2 separate regions of the Mus musculus genome follow, and region 2 is linked to region 1. A link is a contact called in public HiChIP or PLAC-seq data. All regions are on one chromosome and are shown on one strand. Each heading gives the region's core, a stretch centred on a gene start, on an enhancer-like site or on the middle of the called end of the contact. The rest is flanking DNA. Distances are from core to core; before and after follow the strand shown. Region 1 has its middle 120 kb from the start of Gnat3. Region 2 has its middle 72 kb from the start of Gm31752.

Evidence for each region. HiChIP or PLAC-seq counts read pairs in DNA pulled down with a chosen protein or histone mark.
Region 2: a contact with region 1 is called in an H3K27ac HiChIP or PLAC-seq map of embryonic stem cells, with 7 times the contacts expected there. The contact joins two enhancer-like sites. A contact is called at or near these places in 4 of 484 Hi-C or Micro-C datasets (all in embryonic stem cells) and 3 of 115 datasets of contacts at active chromatin or transcription factors (all in embryonic stem cells).

Annotation. Positions count from the first base shown.
Region 1 is chr5:18,078,723-18,086,438 of GRCm38.p6, forward strand. No RefSeq gene overlaps it. Among named protein-coding and RNA genes, the nearest start is that of Gnat3, 120 kb to the left of the region's middle. Within about 2 kb of position 3,784, at least 13 of the 459 cell types and tissues checked have an H3K27ac peak or open chromatin away from gene starts, as enhancers often do. A contact at or near this core is called in embryonic stem cells, where this site is marked.
Region 2 is chr5:18,563,017-18,570,732 of GRCm38.p6, forward strand. No RefSeq gene overlaps it. Among named protein-coding and RNA genes, the nearest start is that of Gm31752, 72 kb to the left of the region's middle. Within about 2 kb of position 2,680, at least 13 of the 459 cell types and tissues checked have an H3K27ac peak or open chromatin away from gene starts, as enhancers often do. A contact at or near this core is called in embryonic stem cells, where this site is marked.

The DNA.
Region 1 (7,716 bases), core at 2,534-5,033:
ATGCCATATGCCAATAAGAGGATTCTTCCATTTCACCTAGGCATAAGTATGCCTAGTTGCCATAGATACTCAGCAGAGAGTTCCTTGGCATCCAAATTTTTAAAATTTAAAAATAAAAAGTATGATTTAAATAATATGGCATACAGGGAAATAGTTCCCCCTTTTTGTTTTTTAAAGAAGATATTATTTAGTTCCACAATACCTTGTCCTTGATAATGATAAAGAATCCCAGTAAAATGGGGAATATTAAATTGTCTACAAAACATCTCAAATGCTTGATAGTAATAGCCAGTTCTATCTTCTGTTTTAATCTGATTTGGAACACCAATCATAGACAAACAATGCAGGCAATGACTAATTACATTTGTAGTTGCTTCTCCTGTTAAAGCAGTTGCAACTAGAAAGCCTGAAAAGTTGTCAATAGTCACATATGCACATTGTGCTTTTCTAAAACTAGGAATATGAGTATCATCCATTTGCAATAATTGATTAGGTATAAGTCCTCAAGGATTAACACCATTATGTGGTACAGATAGAAATTGAGGACATTAAGGGCAAGTCTTTACAATTTGACTTGCACATTCTCTAGAAATACCAAATTATCGTCTCAATCTATTACTATTTTGATGATGTAAAGAATGAGATTGTATGGCCAATTGTTCCTGTGTAATGCCTATAATCTGCCTGGTATACAAATCTGCTGTGGCATCGCCCTAAAAGGTCTGTCCAGACAATCCAGTATGAGCTCTTAAATGTCCAAAGACAGTCCTTTAAAGGAACAGTACTTTTCTCTTGACTTGAGTCGTATTTGCATAAATAATTGCAAAATCTGAGAATTAGCAGTATCTAAAAAAGGAACAATTTCAAGCAATTGTAAACCATAAACTATTTATTGGCTATCAGTATTCAAATTAAAAACTTGATAATTCAACATTTCAGAAACAATGGCTACAGCATATAACTCAATTATTTGTGCTGAAGTGGAGGGAAACTCAAGAGAATAAACATGTAATCCAATTATGCTTCTCTCCCCTTAGATGAGCTGTTTATAAATACAGTAATGCATTCTTTATTGGCTGCAGGTGTAAGTTTACAGGAAATACAAAAGCATGCATAGAAGAAAATTTTAACAACTTGTCTTTTGGATAATGATTATCAATTTTGCCTAAAATGTTTGCTGTGCAATAGGCCAATTATCAGTATTCTGCAATAGCCAATTTAATTGATGTTTAAAACAAGGAATTAATGCGGTTTTTAAGACATTATTTCCAAAATGCTTTCATGATTCTATCCTACAATTCTGTATTAACACAGCAACAGCTTTATAATAGGATGTTCAAACTTTACATGGAGACAAAGAAAGATGAATCTACATTAATGGTCCCATTTGCCAAAGAATTGCTGTGGGCACATTGAGTAACAATAACTAACCCAAACAGCCAACAATTGACTTCAGCAGCTTCCTCTACTTTCTACAAAGCTATTTCTTTTCACCATTTAATTTGCACCCCCCATCAGAACATCAAACAGAGGCTTAAGTCTTCCGGTGGTGAGCTGAAGTTGAGGTCTTAGCCAATTAACATCTCTTAAAAGCTTTTGAAAAATAATTTGAAGTAAGCAAATCATCTTTTCTTTCCTGAATTTTCTGTGTCACAATTTGTCTAGGATATAACTGAGGCCCCAAATATTGAAAAAGATATTGCCTTTGAATCTTGTCTGGAGAAACAACTATTCCAAAATTTGAAACTCGTTGTGTAAGAGCAAAGGCTTGTAGTAAAATTCCCCTTCGAAGGGATTAACTAATAAAATATCCATGTAATGAATTATATACACTGAAGGACTCAAAGTTCTTGTATTGAAGCATAGACAAAAGAAATTCTTATATAATATAAGGCTATTAGCCATTCCTTGAGACAAAACTTTCCAATGATATCACTTCATGGGCTCCCTAAAATTAAAAACTGACTAAAAGCAAACGCTTTTCAATCATCAAGATACAAAGGAGCAGAAAAAAAAAAATTCTTCCTAATCCATAATACTTCTATATGCATTTCCTGGAATGACAGTTGGAATAGGCAGGCCAAATTGCAAGTTCCATAGCCTAATTAACATTTCATAAATCTTAAGTGTGAACTTTGTTTTGAACAACACCTGGATAGATTTGTAATAATGCTGTTTCAGCTTAAAAACAATTCACAGATACCCAGAGGCTAGGGCCCAAAACACTTCCTTAGGCAGGGTTTGCAAGACAAAAGAAATGCCACACAAGTCTCTGCTGAGGCTGCTCTGAGCTTTGCATTAACTCATAGGTAAATGTTTACTTTAATCTCCACAGCAGCAGCCTCCACCTGCTTGATTTTTTTTTTCTTAATTACAAATATGGGTGAGTTAAAAATCCTGAGCCTGTGATCAAACTGCAAACTGCAGCCAATGGAACACTGGTAGTTTAACCATAATTTTTAAGTTTCTTTTGCAATATTACAGCATAACCATAATTTTGGAAAGCAAAACCCAATTTTAAGCAACACATTCTCTTTAAAACCAATACTGAGAGCATTATTTTCATGTTTCAAAGTTTGGCTGCCAGTTCTTATATATGACTGCATGACAATGTAACTTTTAATACCACATTAAAGAGACATTGCCTTAAATTCTAGTCTGGTTTCTAGGATAAGAATTACATAAAATATTATCCCAATTTAGAAGTATCTTTAGAGACCTGTTTTCCTGGGTTGGCTCATGCCATGTGTTGTTTAAAATGACTCCAACCCTGAGTTACCAGTTTTATGGTAACTTTCTTGTTACCAATGTTACCAATTTTTAATCATACCCAAAAACTTATGAGCCAAGACATGCAGAACAAATTTATACTTTTAAAACCAGTCAGAAACAAAAATGAAGTGGCTACACAAATCTTATATCTTTAGACTAAACAAATTTTTCCTGCTTTTTCTAGGTGAAATTTCAAGAGATCAATCATCTTGACATTTCCTGAACCCAATAATCACAATTGTAGAGAATTTTCTAGAAGAAAACAGCCATCAGCTTACTTACCATAGAACTTGAGAAGCTGCTGGCTCCTTTAAGAGCAGCTTTTCTCCAGCTGTGCTTGACTCCCAGCTACAGTGCAAGGTAACTTACTGGTTTCTGCTGTGCAAACTGAGACTGCCTTCTAAACTAAATCAGAGCTTGATAGCCAGCAGATAAAGTTTTAACCATTTTATCTTTTGAACACGAAACATAGAACAACAGCTATTCAGACAATGAAACAAAAAAATGACACACATGGGCAGATTGGTGCACCAAGTTCAGACAATAGACAAAGAGGGAAGAGAACTTGATGTAATCAGAACTAAGTCCAGTAGGAGCCTGAGAAGTAGCAGAATGGACCTGATTTCCTTCTGTCTCTAGGGGAGCTCTGAAATACACTTTCCTTTGAAAAGGTCAGCTCAGGAACTTTGGGAAGGTCATGGAACCCTTGCCCTTCCAGAAGGGAGAGGATAATTTACATTCCTCAGATCGCAGGGCGGGAACCAACCTGCGGATGGGGACACATTCCACAGAACAGACTGTTGTCCACCTTCAGACAAGGGAAGACATTCTCTGAAGACCAACCAGTTTAAAGGGTGCACTGTGGCACCAATCGTATTGTGCCTAGTTGCTGATACTCTATTCTGCCCCTGGAAACCACATAAAAGCTTGCCCAATGGGTGCTTGTTACCTCCATCCAGCCTAGCAAGGCTGGCTGAGACCATCCACCACTTAGGCGGAGCCACCTGCTGTGCTGCTTCTCAACACTCTCCTTTGATGTGCTACTACCTGCTACCTGCCTGAGGCTGAACCGGTTCTCCGAGATCTGGAGTTAGCTACGAACTGTGATTTTTGCGGGTTCCTACTAAAAGGCTGATCTGACAACTTCAAAGGAACTTTGCGTGACTGGGAATGGGCCTCCCCTCTTCTTTATAAAGCGTGTTTGCCGACATTAAAGTTGAGTCTTGATCAGAATACTGTCTTGACTCCATTACTCTCTTTACCCGCCTAGATTCCCTCTTTTCTTTCAGTTCTAAGATGCATCTCAGGCTCAAACCCAGACATGAGAGCCACAGGCTGGCCCCAACAGGTGCTGCCTCTCCTTTGGGTCTGGGGTGACCCCAGGGCACTGGAACAGTAAATTCCTCTTGCGTTTTGCTTCGATCCAGGATCCAAATGGTTCACTCAGGGGGTCCCCAGTAAGCTAAGGCTCTCTGGATTCTTACACCTTCTCTTTTGCTAATGTGTCCTAGACAGGGGACAACTGATTTTCTGAAACCTATTCTTTCTGTCTTTTTCTCATATTTGTATATTTACCGTTCCTACTTCTGGAAACCGTGCACAGTATAAATATACTTGAGCTAAGAATTTACCTAACTATCCTCCACTTCACCCTACGCCGCTCACTGTACAGAGACACAGAGATATCCATATGTCTTTCACCATTGCGAAGACCAGTGCTTCTTGTTTCTGGGAGATGAAGCTGCCCTGTCTGCTGTGGATGCTGAAGTCCACCAATCTCCCATTCACAGCTGTAGAATTCATGCTCTGACTGCCACAATGGCTGGTAACAAGTCACAGATAAATACCAACCTCAGATATGCCTTTGTTCAAAGAGAACTTCTTGCCTCAACTGAGCAGAACTTTGAAGGGCCATCTCATCTTCCACATTCTGCAAGAGAAGGGCTGTTGGCTCTAGCACTAAGGACTTGCAGAATCTATTTCAGCTTGTCAAGACCTACTTTCATTTTCTCAGGCAAGTCCCTCCCAACAATACTGCCAATAAACTCTCAGTGTACAAAAAAAAAAAAAAAAAAAAAAAAAGAAAAAAAAAAGAATTTAGCTAACATCTCTTTGTTGTTGTTGCTTTCTGGTATTTTTATTTTATTTTATATTATTTTACTTTATTTCATTTTATTTTATTTTATTTTAAAACCTGCTCCCCTCACCTGATGCAGCTCTTGACTGCAGACAAATGCCTACATAGAATTCCCCCATTCCAACTCACTGTCATACCCCTAGGTGAACTCAATGTTGGGTCAATAACTCTTCAACCTAGCCCTGTATCCCATTGAATGCATCTCTTACCACCCTGCAGGATACCATTACCTCTTCGGTTTTCAGTAGAGCCCCACCAAAATCAGCATTCCTCAGTTGATCCCCCACCTCCACCCCTGTGTTCCAGCCCATCATTCAGGAGCCACCTGTAGCCATCCAGCTGCCATGGAGAACTGGGTATAACTGAAAGGGAGGCTGGGAATGAAGTAGGATGGGCAGGTGAGAGCAGAATGAAGCCAAGACAAAGGTTCTCTGGTCAAGGTTCAAAGTTTAATTTTCAGCTCTGCCTACATGTATATATAGGGTGAAAACCCAAAGACCCATCCTTTGTTTTGTCTGGGTTCTGTTTCTTTGTTTCAGCTGAATTCTGTTGCAAAACAAGCTCAGATGGTGGTCTGCTCCTCAACTCACCATAGAAAATGTAAATGTGGCAAGGCCATGCAAGGACTCCACCTAGGTTGTAAAACCATCAGATTTTTTTTTTTTTTTACCTTATTCAAGGCTGGAGGAAGAGCACAACTAGGTTAACATATATAAGGTCTTCAAATACTGTGTGGTTCACACTTACCTAAATAAAGTTTAAGCTCAAATACCACACCATTTTTCAGACACAAAGACACTTGCTCTGATAAAATGAAAACCTCGATTAATTTTATAACAGCAACATGTCTTGAAGAAGGTATATGTAAGACATATTCTTCTTATATCATGCATCTACTATTTGATCATATTTTAAAGTATTGAGTTTAATCCAGGTAAGTAAAATATTTAGATATTGAATTCTCCAATAATTTCTTTTTGTAACTGTTTTTCCATGGGCAGATTATAAAGATAGAGTGGCAGGCTAGAGAAATGGCTCAATGATTAAAATCCCTGGCTGATCTTCTAGAGGACTTGGATTTTATTCCCAGCACACACATGGCTCACAATCATTTTAAAATCCAGTTCCAGAGAATTTAATATTCTCTTTTGCCCTAAAAGTATGCAAGTTGTACACAGTCATACATTCAGGCAAAACCAAACCAAATCAAACCATAACAAAAAAACCTCAGATAAACAATACATAAACCCATGAAAAACAAAAATCAGTATTTAAAAAAAAACTAATTTTTAAAACTTTAAAGAACATAAGTGAGACACTAGACATATGTCATATTAATCACACTGTTGGAATCTATTATCTAAATATTAGTCTATATCAGATATACATCACTATCATCTCTCAGCTATGTATCTATTGGTGAGTAATATGTCTGTTATTCTCAGTATTCTGAGCAGCTTTCTTCATTCTTAATTATCCAAAAGAATTTGCTATTCTTTGTGATGCACCTTACTTCCTTATGTAACTGCCATACTGTTTTGTTTTATAGTAAACTATGTCTTTCATTGTCTCTTATTAGATGACCTCTTTAAAGGCAATGTTCTTATAGAAAATTTCCACCTGTCTCCAAGTTTCCAATAACTTAATATCACTGTTGTTTTTACAAAGGTCATGTTAGTATATATGACACTTTACACAATCCCCAGTTTAGCTTTGTCAAGGAACCCACAGACATTCTCTGAGTATTTGATGAAAGATTATAATGATAATTTCCTCTGTCCTTCTTATTTCATGTTCAGGCAAGGCTTTGCTACAAAGAAAATGTTGGAGATATAATTGTTTTCTTTTATTCTGATGTATTTCATGGACCTAGTTCTCAAAAATATATTCAGGAAAGAACATAAAATGATGATTGGCAATCTTGCAAGAATGATATTTTTAAAAATTCCTTCTTGGCGCAGAGGAAATTGTGATCACAACCTGTCACCATCCTCAACATCATCTTTATGGTTGTGAACAAAATATATTTGGTGCGGAATAATTTTAGAAGAAAAAATGCTCACCCTGGTTTCTCAGCTGAGAATGGAAGCATTCCTTTTCTATCACCAATGTATCAAGGCTATCCACAGAAACTTTTTACATTCAGTGCATATGCTAGCCATGTTTTTTTATTTGTAAGGTTACCACAGTGATAGCTGCATGCAGTACAAAAAAATTGAAATTCAAACTCAAGGAAAGCCTAGAATACATTAAAAGAAAACAAACCTGTGTATTTATAACTTCAGTGAACATTTAGTCATATTTTAATAAGTCCTTGTCTTTTTTTTTTTAAAGGGGGAATCATGCAAACAGTGTAAGAAAATGCTTTAGAAAGGCCAAGGGAGACACGGAATATCTTCCTTCTTTGTATTTTTATGGGGATGTTTTTAATAACTAATATCAGACTCTTAGTGCTTTCAGTATAAGAGAAACCTTGGGTCCCTCTCCTGAAGGTGAGATAACATCACAGACTAGAAGGGGCATTTATCAAAATCAGAAGCTATCTGGATAAGGTCTCGTGTTGACCATCCCTAGAGTTATTTTGTCAAAGACAGAAGCGATCTGGAGAAGGTTGACCTTAAAGCTATTTCGCTGCTCCCTGTACTTCAAGCTCCCTTATAAGTGGAGACTTTGAGGAGGATTTTTTTTCTTGTCTCAAACAATGTTATCTTCCTCTACTCACTATTGTTTCCTCTATATATGGAGCACCAGAATCAATGAAAGAATACAAAGTTAACTCATGAATACTGACAAAATGTATATCTTCA
Region 2 (7,716 bases), core at 1,430-3,929, 480 kb after region 1:
TTGGGTGCTGTGGGGCAGGGCCACGGGGTACACAGCCTTCCCTGAGTGGTGGTGGCATGGGAGGCCTCCAGAAAGCAGGCGCCTTTGTAGTGAACTCAGGAGAGCACCACACTTGCCATTGCCCCCATGAGCCTCCATCTGTCCCCACCAGGATTAGCCGTATCCACCCCCCCACACCCCCCCACCCCCCGCTAGAACTCAGGGTGCTCTGCTGCCCTCATTCGGGCTTTCTGACCTACAACAGATTGGGCCACTTCAGCCTCTTCCGCCTGAGAGGAAGGCGGGAGGAGGGTGAGTCCAAGGTGGCGTTCACCTCAAAGCACAGTTTTAACATCCTATTAAGGCTGCAGTGGTGCTAATGAAGAGTTGTAAGATATATTCGTATATTTTAGAAAACCTACAACAAAAATTGTGTCTTAAGAACCTGACAAAGTTTCTGTTCCTTGTTCAAAACAGCAATTACATTGGTTATTACAGAATATTAATATTCAATCTATTGCATACCATCATTTTAAATAAAATTGACAATCACTATCCCAAAGATAAGTTAAAAAAATTGTTCTTATGCATGCTTCTGTATCTTCTACAAATTCATGCCTGCATGCATCCCATTTACTGTGTCTAAAAACACCGCTTTTATGGGAGAAAAGTATATGTGAATTGGATCACACGTTTATTCTTTTGAGCTTCCCCCTGCTTCAACAGAGATAATTAAATTGTGTGCTGTAAATGGTATTTTAAAATGTTGAATAATCAAGCACATTATTTTAATCATATTTTTATTTTAAGAATTTTGAAATTTGGATGGCAAAGAACTTAATAAATGCCTTATAGTATCTTAAAAACAGGACATAATCATGTCTAGGTGAGATGAAAAGGATCTACTTATTGGCATATGGCTTGATCCTGAACAACTACCTTATTAGGAAAGGGAAAAGCATAAGTTTTCTTCATAGAATGCTGCAGAAGCAAAATGGCTAATTTGTGTGACAAGCTGACAGGTGAGTTCACTGAGTGCCCTGACTGTAGTGAGAAGAAAGCTGAATTGGGTATATGTTTTTGTCCCATCTTTGTTTGCCATTTTCCCAGTTTGGACAAGCTAAGGTGCCTTGCCTTGCTTCAAGCTTTTTTAACCTATGGGACATAGAACACTAGAGACCGTGTAATCTGATTTAGAAAGATTAGTCACAAGAAAGAGTTATAGTGATTTTTCTCCTTCCCTCATTGTGACCACTCAATCTTGGACTGGTCTAGTAATAATTCCAGTATTAGAGATTCTTAGGAAAGATAGATAAAATCTTAATTACCTAGCAAAGTTAATTTGGAGCACAGACTCCACTCCCAGAAAGTTACAGCCTTTCTGTGATTCTCAATGCCACCTCCCCCACACTGGGAACTCTAAATCTCAGCTTGATCATTGCTAATTTGCAATTGAATGGAGTACCTGGACTTCCCCAAAGAAGCATTCCTATTGTTGCCTCCAACAGCACAGGTGGCAGTTATTAATTTCCATTGAGGAAGCATTCTAAGTACATATTGTGGATTTTGGCCTGATTCAGAAATAAGGTTTGCTATGAGGGCTGGACAGTCTAAGATGGGCACCCAGATCTCAGAATCATATCAATCTAGACAGAGGTACATGCCAAGAGGCTGTGGTTTATTAATAATACACCACAGAGTCATGTAAAAAATTGGAAGAAAAGGTTAATGTCTTAGAAGTAGTAGTCTTAACAATAGGGCAGGACATAGCATATATTAAGGCTAGAAAGGCAGAAATTTCAGATATTAGCAAAAGTCACTTGGACACTTGGAACATTGATGAATTGGCCAGAGATTTAAAAAATAACCTAAGTGCATTGAATCCCCTGGATTGGGTTCAATATATATTCCTATTTGCTATTATTATTGACACTATTTTATTAGTAAATCGTTGTGTTTCCACTCATTTTTAGAGCACTCCTGAGATCTGTAGCTATGGCAGGACTTTCCGGAACTTTGGCAGAAATATAAACAGAAAGGGGAAGAATGCTATGCACACTCCAATGAAGTTTGCTTGGTAGGCTGAGAGGCATCAGAGCACTCATGAGGCAAAGAATTTCCTGGAACTTTGGCATTCTCATTCTCATACCCTATCCCCGAGTTAGTCTGGTGTATGGATCCACGTGCTCTCTTTTAGTATTATCTTATTATAAGTGCCTTTTAAGATTGAATTCTGACATAGCTAAGCCTTCGCCAATGTTCCAAAGTCCCAGAAAGACCTTTAAGCTGACAAACTTGGAATTCAGTAGGAATTCAGTAAGGAAGTTACCTATTCAGTAACTAATTAGCATTACAAAGGACCAAGCAGGAATGGCTCAGGGCTAGTCTGCAGAGAGTTTACTTGAGGTAGTAATCAGTCTAACCCAAACACAATGGCCTAGTGAATAGGTGGGTTTACCATGAGAAAAGTTAGGGAATCCCACTGAGACAGGTTTCTTCACTAGGCCCAAAGAAATCAGGCAGAACTATAGAGCATAAATAAATTTTATGCCTCAGTCCAGCTTTTTTTTTTTAAATATTAATAACAGGGAGGAAATTGTAACCTCTCCCAAGCCTGAAGCAGGCTGAGCTAGACCTTGATCTTGCTACCACTCAGGAGATTACCTAGGGTAGAGCCTTCCTCCCTAGTTCACTCTATTGTTCAGCCACTGTCTCTGTTCCTCTTCAAGATACTGCTACCTTTGGGGAAGCTGCCGAGCTATTCCAGAGACTACATCCTATCCTGCATGTCATCACCTGAAGCTGGTTCCAAGCTCCAAGAATGAATTGGTGGGAACGGGCCTCTCCCCCCACCTCCTTTATAAGTGCATTCTCCATTAAACATTTGAGCCTTGGTTAGGAACCTGGTCTTGGCTCCATTTTTCTCGCCCACCTAATTCTCCTCTCTTTTCAGGCCTGGTTTGCCTCCCAGGTGAAACCCCGTTTCTTGTGAGCTGCTGGTTGGTTTCCAACATTTTGGTATTTTTGTTAACTAACATCACCATGGATTTATTCAGTAGCCTATGTTAGACATATAGAGGCATCTTTGATTTTTTCCCTTCTTCTTACTCTTTCAATCAACCATTGGTCAAATCAGTATAGTCCACCTCCATATATTTTTTAATGCTTTGATCTTCCATCTCTGAGACAACTTTAATTGTAGAAGTAACTTCTATTTGCCTGATGTAACTGTCATCTTAGAGACTTACTACTGAATAAGCTCACCTTTTCTAGCTCTTTCTGAACTTTGGCTGGCTGATTCAAATCAGTTGTTTTGGCTCAAACTCCTCTCAGTGCTGCCTGATTCAAACTGGCTTCTGTCTAAATTGAATTGCTTTGCTTGGCAAAAACTGCCTCTGGTACTTTGTTCTAATATTCTGACTCATAGTTCTCTGGTTTTAACTGCTTTTGAGTACCTGCATTGAACTGCTTGAATTCACAGAAGAACCCAATTCCATTGCCATGTACTTGCTACACTGACTCCCACCTCACTGACTCTCTCCCTGCATTGCTCTTAAATAGCTTCTCTTTCCAGTGCTGTTCTCATGGGAATTGGGCATATAATATCTCTGTCAAATATTTTTTCATTCATCACTTCATCTTTTCCTCAATTAGATGTTATTGTTTGGGATTAAAACAGTGTACTATAGGATTTCAGCCAAAAGGGTTAAAGGTGTGTACTAAAAATATACCTGTATCCCAGTCAAATCACACAGACCAAGAAGGTCTTTGGATGTGATCAGAACAGCCATGTTGCTGGATTAATATTCTTATTCCATTTAGTAGTTGAGAGTCTTTCAAACCTTGGTCAGTATAATGGCATCATTTCTTACCTGGCAATTCACTCTCTATTCTGGATACCTCTGGCACTTTCACTAAACTGAGATGTACTTTTAAATGGAATGACCAAAGATGTTACTGTCTGGCAGAAAAAGAAAATATTTATTGGCTTTTAATCTTACCCAGAAAATATTCAGAGTTTGGTAGTAGTCTTTTCACAACCTGTTTGAATTGCCTCCAAAATTATAAAATTCAAATTTCTAAAGGGAAATCCAACCTCACTGGATTCTTAGCATGTCTATTTTTTCTCTATCAAGAATTTTTGTCTCTACATTACTTTACTGTGCTGTCCACTCATTTCATCCTTGAAACTGGGTTTTAATGTAAATAAATCTCTAAATTACTGGTGGAAAAAAAGAAAAAAATCATCTTAATTTCTCATTCTCTTTTTCTATCCTCATTTTTTTCCTCCTCAAACCTCTGCTTTTTTTTTTTTTTTTTTTGGGTTGTTTACATTTTTATTATTTAACTGTATGTGTCAACATTAAATGTTGCAGTCCAAGTTTCCCCTCATCGATGTGTTTTGATAACATTTCTTTTTTTAAATTAGATACTTATTTACATTTCAAATGTTATCCCTTTTCCCGGTTTCTGCTCCAAAAACTCCCTATCTCCCTGACTCCCCCAAACCTCTGCCTTTTTAAAAGGCAGTCTTTAAAAGTGTGGTCTTCAGTATGACAGGTGGGTTCAGTGTCATCAACCTTGCTTTTCAAAACTGGTTTACTACCTGTGCGTGTAGCATACCACTGTGATACAAAAAATGGAAAGATCAAGAGAAGAAGGTTAAGAGTTCAAGACAAGCCTGAGGCTAGACTCATCTACCCAGCAAGACCTTGTTTCAAATCATCTAGAACAAAAATAAACCAATTTCTCAAAACTAAGAATGGCCAATTATTCTCTTGACCATTTTTTTAAAGCCAATTCCTGAGTTTCTTAGAAATAACACAAAATGGAGCTTTACATGGAATCTCAGAAGCTTTTCCAAACTATTTCCTGTGGTTCCATAGCCTCAGAAGATGACTTAAATGTATCTTTATCATACAACACAATAGAAGATCCTGTATACAATATCCACTTCCTGAAAATTCATTTAATACATAAACAGAAAACTCCCTGATATCTTGCAAGAGAAAATTACCTCTAGGTTTTGTGGTGCATGACCATAATGTCTTCATTCAGGTAGGTGGAGACAGAAAGGTCAGTAGTTCAGGAATTCAACACCAGTGTCAACCACACAAATCATATTGGGCTGCATAAGACCTTTGACCCTCAAAAGTAGCATTTGCAAGCTAAATTACTAGATTAAAAAAATGTTCAATATTCTAACTTAGAAACAAAATATACCACAGAATTTCCAAGCTTGGATTGTTTTCACATGAGTAAACTGGTTGTATGGATTTTTAGAAAGAAAGCCACAGAGTGGTTTTCCATACCATCACATAATATTAGAGCTCTTGTTTCAAAGAAACATACTGTTGGCCCTGTCATGTTATATGTTGACACAGTCTTGCTGTGTATTCCAGAATCTTAGTCTCAGTAATTAAAACTAGTCATGAAAAGGTAACAAATTTGAGTCAGAAATAACAAGCTGAAAAGGACATCATCAGACTGTGAGCAAGGGAGCAAATGCTACACCCATCCCTAATTTTGTAAATAAAGTTTTATTGGAACATACACCTATTCCCTTACTTCCGTCTGCATTTCCCAGTTGTTAAGTAAGTAGAGTTTCTCAGAGACTGTAAAGCTTGCAAACCCTATATTAATTGCTTTCTCTGTTTTAAAACAGAAAATTAAAACATGTCATAATGTAAAAAAGACAAAGAGCACTTAGAGTAGCCTAAGAGAAATTAAAATGGGATAAATAAAAGACAAGACTTTAAAAAGGCTTTTGTTTTTCACAAACTCACTCACCAATTTTCCTCACACAGCATTGTACTACAAGATAAGGAAACCAAAATAACTGTCTACAGCTTCTTCTGTGGAAATATTTACTACACAATAAATGTATAGAAAATCTTTAAGAAAATTGATAAATTATTTACACAAAGCAATCTGTTATTCTTATCTCACATATAAGATGATAGCTTTTATAACCATTTTTACTATTTCTTCTATTTTTTTTCTGTATGGCATAAATATTTCAGAGTAAGATTCTTCTACTCTGAGACAGTTTAATATATTTTACACCATAAAGAAATATGCAAAAATAAAAATTAAAGTAGCCTTTCTAAATAAGAGTATCATTTTTTATCCAATTTAATTCTACCTATATTCATCTTTTACATAACATTTGACAAGAAAATTTTGGCCCATTACAATAAAAATAATAGTTTACTCAGACAGTTGTGATATTTTCTTACCCTGAATTTATACTATATTTATATTTTAGAATGATCAACCTAATGCAAAATAAATTAGTTCTTTTTGTAACACTTGGTGGGTAATATGGTGCTGTACTAAAAAACTTGACTTAGGAAAAAAGTACTTGAAATAATTCTAGTTTATTAGTCTTGATTGCTTATTTATTCATTTATTTTTACATCCACTTTAGTCAGACATAGTGGCATGCTCATTTGCATTTACCTGAAGGCTAAAGCATAAGGGACATAAACTGAAGTCAGTTGAAGCAAGCCTGGGCTTTAGGGAGACTCTAAATTTGGTACCTGAACAAACCAGGGCTCTCATCTCTGATCTTTTAATACTAGTATTCCCAATTCCTGGAGTCCTCTGCATCTACATAGTCACATGGTTCACAATCACCCTCAGGCATCTTTTTCAAATGTTACCTTACCTAGGGGATTCCTTAAGCAATTTATTGAAAGTTCCATGTTCCTCTTTGTCTCCTGTGGACACGCATGTTTCTTATTCTGTGTGATGTGCCCATTCTTCACAGCAATGTATGATACTGAACCTCATGAGTTTTCAGATATTTGATTTTTTTTCTTGACCTTTTCTAGAAACTCTGTAAAAAAGTGAGTTTTGTTCCCTGCGTTCACTGCTAGGTAAGCAGTTCTAGAGTAATGTTTGACACTTGTTCACTCTACAAAACTCAGAGAAATGAGTAGAAAAGTAGTTTCAGAGAAAATGTATAGAAACATTAAAATAATGGATATATTCAAAATTACAAAGTGTGTCTTCAGGGACTTTGTTATCGTAGCATTTTAGGTGAGGATGGGAGAGCACCATTTGCAGGGGTCATCTCTAAGTACTCAAGAAAACCAATCTCTCTGGTCCTTTTCTAGAGCAGGGCATTGTAGTTTTCTACAGTAAAAGAAATTATTTCCTGATGTCTTTCTTTTGAACATCCATATTAATAGGCACATTCACAAATAAGTCAAGGTCTTGGGGAACTGTAAAATAAACATGTAGGTGACAAAAAGCATTGACTTTTTTTTCTAAAGCAAAAGGCCTTTATGAAGTAAATAGACACTTTTGTGTTCAGTTACAACTGAAATAGGGAAAATTGGGCTATTCTGAACGATATATTGATTCCATGTTCATAAACACATTGTTAATACAGTGATTTCTGCTCATTTTTATAAAATGATACAGGATTTAATTATGCTACTAAACTTCAGTGAAATGGTATTTTTGTTACATTAACATGGTGACAGGTGCTTTTTTTGTCTAATTTGAACTCAACGTTACATTTTCTTAGAGCTTTTTGGTTCGTCTATGTCATACAAATTTATGAAAATTTCATTTGTCTTACATTTGATGAGAATTATATTATGTAAAATGTTTTGATGCAGTATAAACAGTAAAAGCTGTATGTAAGAGACCACTACAGCAATTTTACCATTTGTCTTTAAAAAGCTGCTATGTGCTACCCCCCATGTTTCTAAAACTTAACTCATT